Linked DNA regions of Sus scrofa: region 2 is linked to region 1. Evidence: chromatin contacts called from public Hi-C data. All regions are on one chromosome and are shown on one strand. Each heading gives the region's core, a stretch centred on a gene start, on an enhancer-like site or on the middle of the called end of the contact. The rest is flanking DNA. Distances are from core to core; before and after follow the strand shown.

Region 1 (2,700 bases), core at 182-2,681:
ACTGAGAGTGGTAATTAAAAAGGATAATGGGAGAGAAAGTAAGGTGGAAAGGTGGGGCTGCAAGGTAATCCATTAGAGGGAAAACTTGATTCTATCCCCAGGTAGAGGGCTGTTCATATGTAGATTGACCACTATCCATGAATGACTACTGAATAATGGCCCTAACTGACGGAAATGCAAATACTCTTACAAACAGGGGCTATTAGTAATGCACATATGAAAAACCTCTGATTTAAGCAGAACGACAACAAACCCCCCTAATCAATCTTTGAATGAATTGATCTGTGAATGAACACATTCACATCTAAATGATTTTATTTTTTTTTCTTTTTAGGGCCTTACTCAAGGATATGAGGTTCCCAGGTTAGGGGTCCAATCGGAGCTACAGCTGCTGGCCTATACCACAGCCACAGCAACACAGGGTCCGAGATGCATCTGCAACCTACACCAACGCTCACGGCAGCGCTGGATCCTTAACCCACTGAACACGGCCGGGATCGAACTCACAACCTCTTGGTTACGAGTCGGATTCGTTTCCACTGTGCCACGATGGGAAGTCCCACATCTTCGTGATTTTGATGACAAGAAAATAACATTTTTTCTTTGTCTTGTATCTTCTCTCAAGGATTAAGTAAAATTAGTCAAGGCTACCCTACTCTTATCACTCATTTAATTATTTATCCATTCAACAAATATTTTGCTGAGAGTTTACTATGTGTTTGTCACTATACTTTGCCTGGGGAGTACAGTGGGTAGTTTTCCTTGGCGGTCTCATCTCTTGCTCGAGTGCATTCGGAACTGGAGGACATATCAGCACCCAGGCAGGTACTGACACAGGTCTACTGATGTTTTTGGATAGGGGTGGGAGAGAACGTGGTAATATAAAGGGTCCAGAGTGTGTCCTGAAATGGTCTATGTTCTCACAAAGGGTCCCTGATTCAAGAGTTTTGGGAAAGATTTTTAATGCTCCCTGATTTTATTTGAACTAAAACATTATTTGCCATTCGTATCCCTCTGTGCATCCCATTCCAAGGCTCACTCCGTCACTCCTTCTCCTATACCTGTCCCCATCTTTTGCTACCCAAATTCACCAAATGAGTCTCTTCCTCACAAGCCATTCCAACTCCTGCTGTTCTTCATAGCCAGTCTCTGGGCTCAGCCCCAAGCCTGGAGGGGCAGAAAATGGATTCAGAGTTGCTGCTCAAACAGAGATCCCCATGGAAACCAAAGGGCTAAGAAAACAAAAAGAGAGGAAGAGGCAGCTACTGCCTGACCTTTTATGCTCACTCTCCAAATTCTTTTTGCTCTTGGGCGTGAAGGCAAGTGCTTATTTGTATAACTAGTGAAACCAAAGAACCTGCCCCTTGCCCCCTCCCCCAAATTTCATGAGGACCTCGCTTCGCTTTGATCGTCAGTGAGGTACAGTGGGACATCGCCACCTGGTGGTCGAAACACAAACTTACTGCCAAGGTGAGTGATGAGTGAGAGCCTGCAATGCAGGTTTAGCAGCAAAAGGAAGAGGATGCAGACTTAACATGCAGGAGGCACTCCCAGGAAAGTATTTAGCATTTAGTACTTGCTCCTTCTCACATATATTTTAAAAATATTTAAATATCTTTATGTTGATAACTCAGTTTTTTTTTTTTTTTTTTTTGTATCCAATCCAAATATGGGTACACAAGGTCTAGTCTATATCTCCCAACTCCACAGGAGTTATTTCCTACCCAAATGTCTTCTTACCATAAATTCAGTGTAATCCCAGAGCTGGAAGGTGCTTTTTCCTTCCTTTTCCTTCTAGAGGGCACCCTTTGCTAGTTTACCGTTTATTCCACAGTCTTTTTTTTTTTTTTTTTTCCTTGCCTTTTTTTAGGGCCTAACCCTCAGCATATGGAACTAGGGGTCAAGAATCAGAACTGCAGCTGCCAGCCTATACCACAGCTCACCACAACACAGATCCTTGATCCACTGAGCGAGGCCAGGGATGGAACCCGAATCATCATGGATATTAGTTGGGTTAGTTACCAGTGAGCCACAATGGGAACTCTTCTGCTGTCTTTTTGATATGGCCTCTCTGGTTCCTCAGGGGTATGACACTTTTTTCCTCCCTTGTTTTTTTAGGAGTATATGGAGGTTCCCAGGCTAGGGGTTAAATCAGAGCTGTAGCCACAGCCACAGTAATGCCACATTGGAGCCACATCTTTGATCTGCGCCACAGCACATGGCAATGCCAGATCCTTAATCCACTGAGTGAGGCCAGGGAGCGAACCTTTGTCCTCATGGATACTTGTCAGATTCCTTTCCACTGAGCCACAATGGGAACTCCCAGGGGTATGATTCTTAATGCTGCCACTAGAGGTGGTCTGTGCCCCCTGCCTCCTCCCTCCCACCCATAGGTACTGTCTCTTTCTTTTCAGGAAATAGGAAGGACTAGGGAAGGACAGACCCATCTCCTTCCTCTTGTTTCTTTTTTTTTTTCTTTTTTGTCATTTTGCTATTTCTTGGGCCGCTCCCTCGGCATATGGAGGTTCCCAGTACACCACAGCTCACGGCAACACCAGATTGTTAACCCACTGAGCAAGGGCAGGGACCGAACCCGCAACCTCACGGTTCCTAGTCGGATTCGTTAACCACTGCGCCACGACGGGAACTCCCCCTCTTGTTTCTCAGGAGAGATTCACCTGAGGACTTGTGATGTTCTTA
Region 2 (2,700 bases), core at 9-2,508, 95 kb before region 1:
CTTGTCAGAGAATCCCCAATTGAACAAGATGAAGAGGTTTAGAACAAGATGAAGAGTAAACAGTCTGTGGATGCTAGTGTGATGGTAGGATGCAGCAGACACAGACAATGCAGAAAATGCAGGACCTTTGGTGTTTGGGGCGTTCCACCATGTCTATTCTTTAAGAGAAAAAGACACGGAGTGCCATGTCTTCGACTTCTGGCTCACTATGCTCAGTCACTGAGCGTAAAGAGTCAAAAGAGATTGGTCCACTAAATATCAACACACCACTATTCACCTCGTCCTTAAAGGCCTTAATCATTTCGGGACTGCTCCTTAAAAGGTAGGAACTGCTACATGTGCACAGCTGCTGCAATGGCAGGGAAATTTCCTGCGACAGAGGAGACGGAAAATAAAAAATTGCATTCACTCCGAGGCAGGGGGAGGTATCTCCTGCTAGTGAAGAGTTTACATAATGCAACAGAAAAACCACTGAGCTCTGCAGACCTGTCAATGGAGATGCAAGGCTTGAGTTCCTCTCTCTTCCCCATCTCTAAACACTGTCCAAGAGCCTGCTCTGATCTCCCAAAGATCCACAGAAATTACATCTAATAACGTAAACCAATCTGCCCACGTTCACCCCATGCTTTCCTATCCACCTTTATTACTAAAAGGCAAAAAACAAGCAGAAAAAAAAAAAAAAAGGAAAAAACCCTAACCTCCCACTTCTGAGCCCAAAGTATGGAGTAACCAAAAGGAGCCGGGGAGTTTTCCCTCCACGGAAGGAGCAAGGAGAACAAGGAGCTGTCTCAAATCTACACGAAGCTCAATAATGCAATGACAAGCCTTGAAAACTCCACAGGGCTCAGAGCAGCCGGGTTCGCGGCTCGGCCCGGCTCGGGCCCCGGGCCTGGCAGCCGCCCTCTCCCCCAGCCTCTCACAAAGGAGAATGGTTCAGTCCAGAGCATCACCCAGCACCTGATTCCTCACAACTGGGGGACGGGCAGGGGGCGGGGGGAGCGAGGAGGAGGATGAGTTATGGAAACCAATTCTAAGAGCCTCAGCGTTTGCAAAGACTCTTGGACCAGCACTAAGCGGCGGGCGTGAGCGGAAAGCCTACCTGAACAAGTCCTGGTACCTCCTTTCCAGCCAGCGTTTCAACTCACCCTTTCTGAGAACAAGGCGCCTTCCGGCGGAGCATGGTCAGCCCTCGCTTCAATCTAGCTTGCTAGTAGTCCATTCTCCCTTGGGCCCGCCCACCTACGCTCCCATCCACCAATGGCAGGGCCGACGGCCGGCCTCCTCCAGCAGGGTAGAGTGAGTGCCATCCAGGAAGTCTCTTGGGGTGGGAGGTCCTAAAAGGCTGAGGCAACCGCAGATATGCCTGATTGAAAATAAAATCTGGCGGTAGCTTGCTTCTGACGGGTCAGTTCTGTGGCGTTGAGATCTCTCGGCTTCTTTTCTTGACCCCCGGCGTTGGGGGCGCTCTAAACTAAAATAACATTTAGTTACCTGGCTCTAGGAAGCCATCTTGGATCCGGCTGGTGCTTTGGGGCCGGGAGGAAGAAGGCGTGCTTAAGGAATTTGAAGTCTCTGTTCTAATAGTTCTATCGGACTATTTAGATACAACCCCAATGTACACTCCTTTGTATAATCGGAGTACCCCTTAGTCACGATGGGGAGAAAGCCTGGAATAATGCTGAATGTGCCCGGAAGCAACCCCCACCCCCCCACCCCCGTCATACAAGTGAAAGATCCTAACCAAATCTAGCCACCTTAACCAAATCAAAGAAGCAAAAATGAATTCTTGGAATGAGTGGATTTTCCGAGTTCCTGGGATAATCCTTTAGAGACACCTTACTCCTCAGTATATCCACTTAAGACCAACATAGGTGATGCATCTATTCTAGATGCTTCTAATCCTTATGTTTCTCTTGCAAGTTGTCCAGTGCTCTGACTTTGTCAGTACAGAGTACCGCTAGTCCATGGAAGATGTACAGAATTTAGGGAAGAATTTTAACTTTTTAAAAAAAAACTCAGTTCATCAATACACACAAACTACCCATGAATATAGACAGAGCAAATGATAGAAGTCTTAGAGGTGAAATTATATGCAAGAGGAGGCGTGTTAGGAGTTAGCCTTAGAAACATTGGCTTCAGAAAGTAATTTCCTAAAAACTGCGTTTAAATTGAAAAGGAAATAATTTTATTGTAGGTGAAATTCTCTTGCCTTCAATAAGATTCTCCTGTGTTTTCTAGTCTAAATCTCTACTGGTATTGCAACTAGCTACAAGAACTTTTTGTTTTGTTTTGTTTTTGTCCTTTCTTTTTTTAGGGCCACATCCGCAGCATATGGAGGCTCCCCAGGCTAGGGGTGGAATTGGAGCTGTTGCCACTGTCCTACTCCACAGCCACAGCAATGTGGGATTTAAGCAGCCTCTGTGACATACACCACAGTTCATAGCAAGGTGGGATCCTAACCCACCCTGGGGGGCTGGGGATTTTACCTGCATTCTCATGGATGCTAGTCAGACTCGTTACCCCTAACCAGACAGGAATTCCAGCTTTTCTTTTTTGAATTCTCGAAGGGAGTCTTTCCAAATTACTAAAGGAATTTCTCAAGGAGTAACATTTGCATGGTCACACGTGGCAGAAGCTCAGACACCTTAGGAGACATCTGTGTCAGTATTTTATCACCAAGGTGATTGACATTTGGCCAAA

What was found. A called contact is a pair of places that touch in the nucleus more often than the background predicts.
Region 2: a Hi-C map of epiblast stem cells shows a contact between it and region 1, with 3 times the contacts expected there. The contact joins the promoter of CHD8 here to the enhancer-like site in region 1. A contact is called at or near these places in 1 of 5 promoter capture datasets (liver) and 13 of 47 Hi-C or Micro-C datasets (embryonic fibroblasts, epiblast stem cells, fetal heart ventricle and 6 more).

What each region holds. Positions count from the first base shown.
Region 1 is chr7:77,622,987-77,625,686 of Sscrofa11.1, reverse strand. The region is part of intron 1 of SALL2 (sal-like protein 2); the gene reads right to left. Among named protein-coding and RNA genes, the nearest start is that of METTL3, 38 kb to the left of the region's middle. Within about 2 kb of position 1,431, at least 15 of the 83 cell types and tissues checked have an H3K27ac peak or open chromatin away from gene starts, as enhancers often do. A contact at or near this core is called in embryonic fibroblasts and epiblast stem cells, where this site is marked.
Region 2 is chr7:77,718,034-77,720,733 of Sscrofa11.1, reverse strand. CHD8 (chromodomain-helicase-DNA-binding protein 8) reads right to left here and starts at 1,258. Exons shown (of 37, transcript XM_021099301.1): 1 at 1,146-1,258.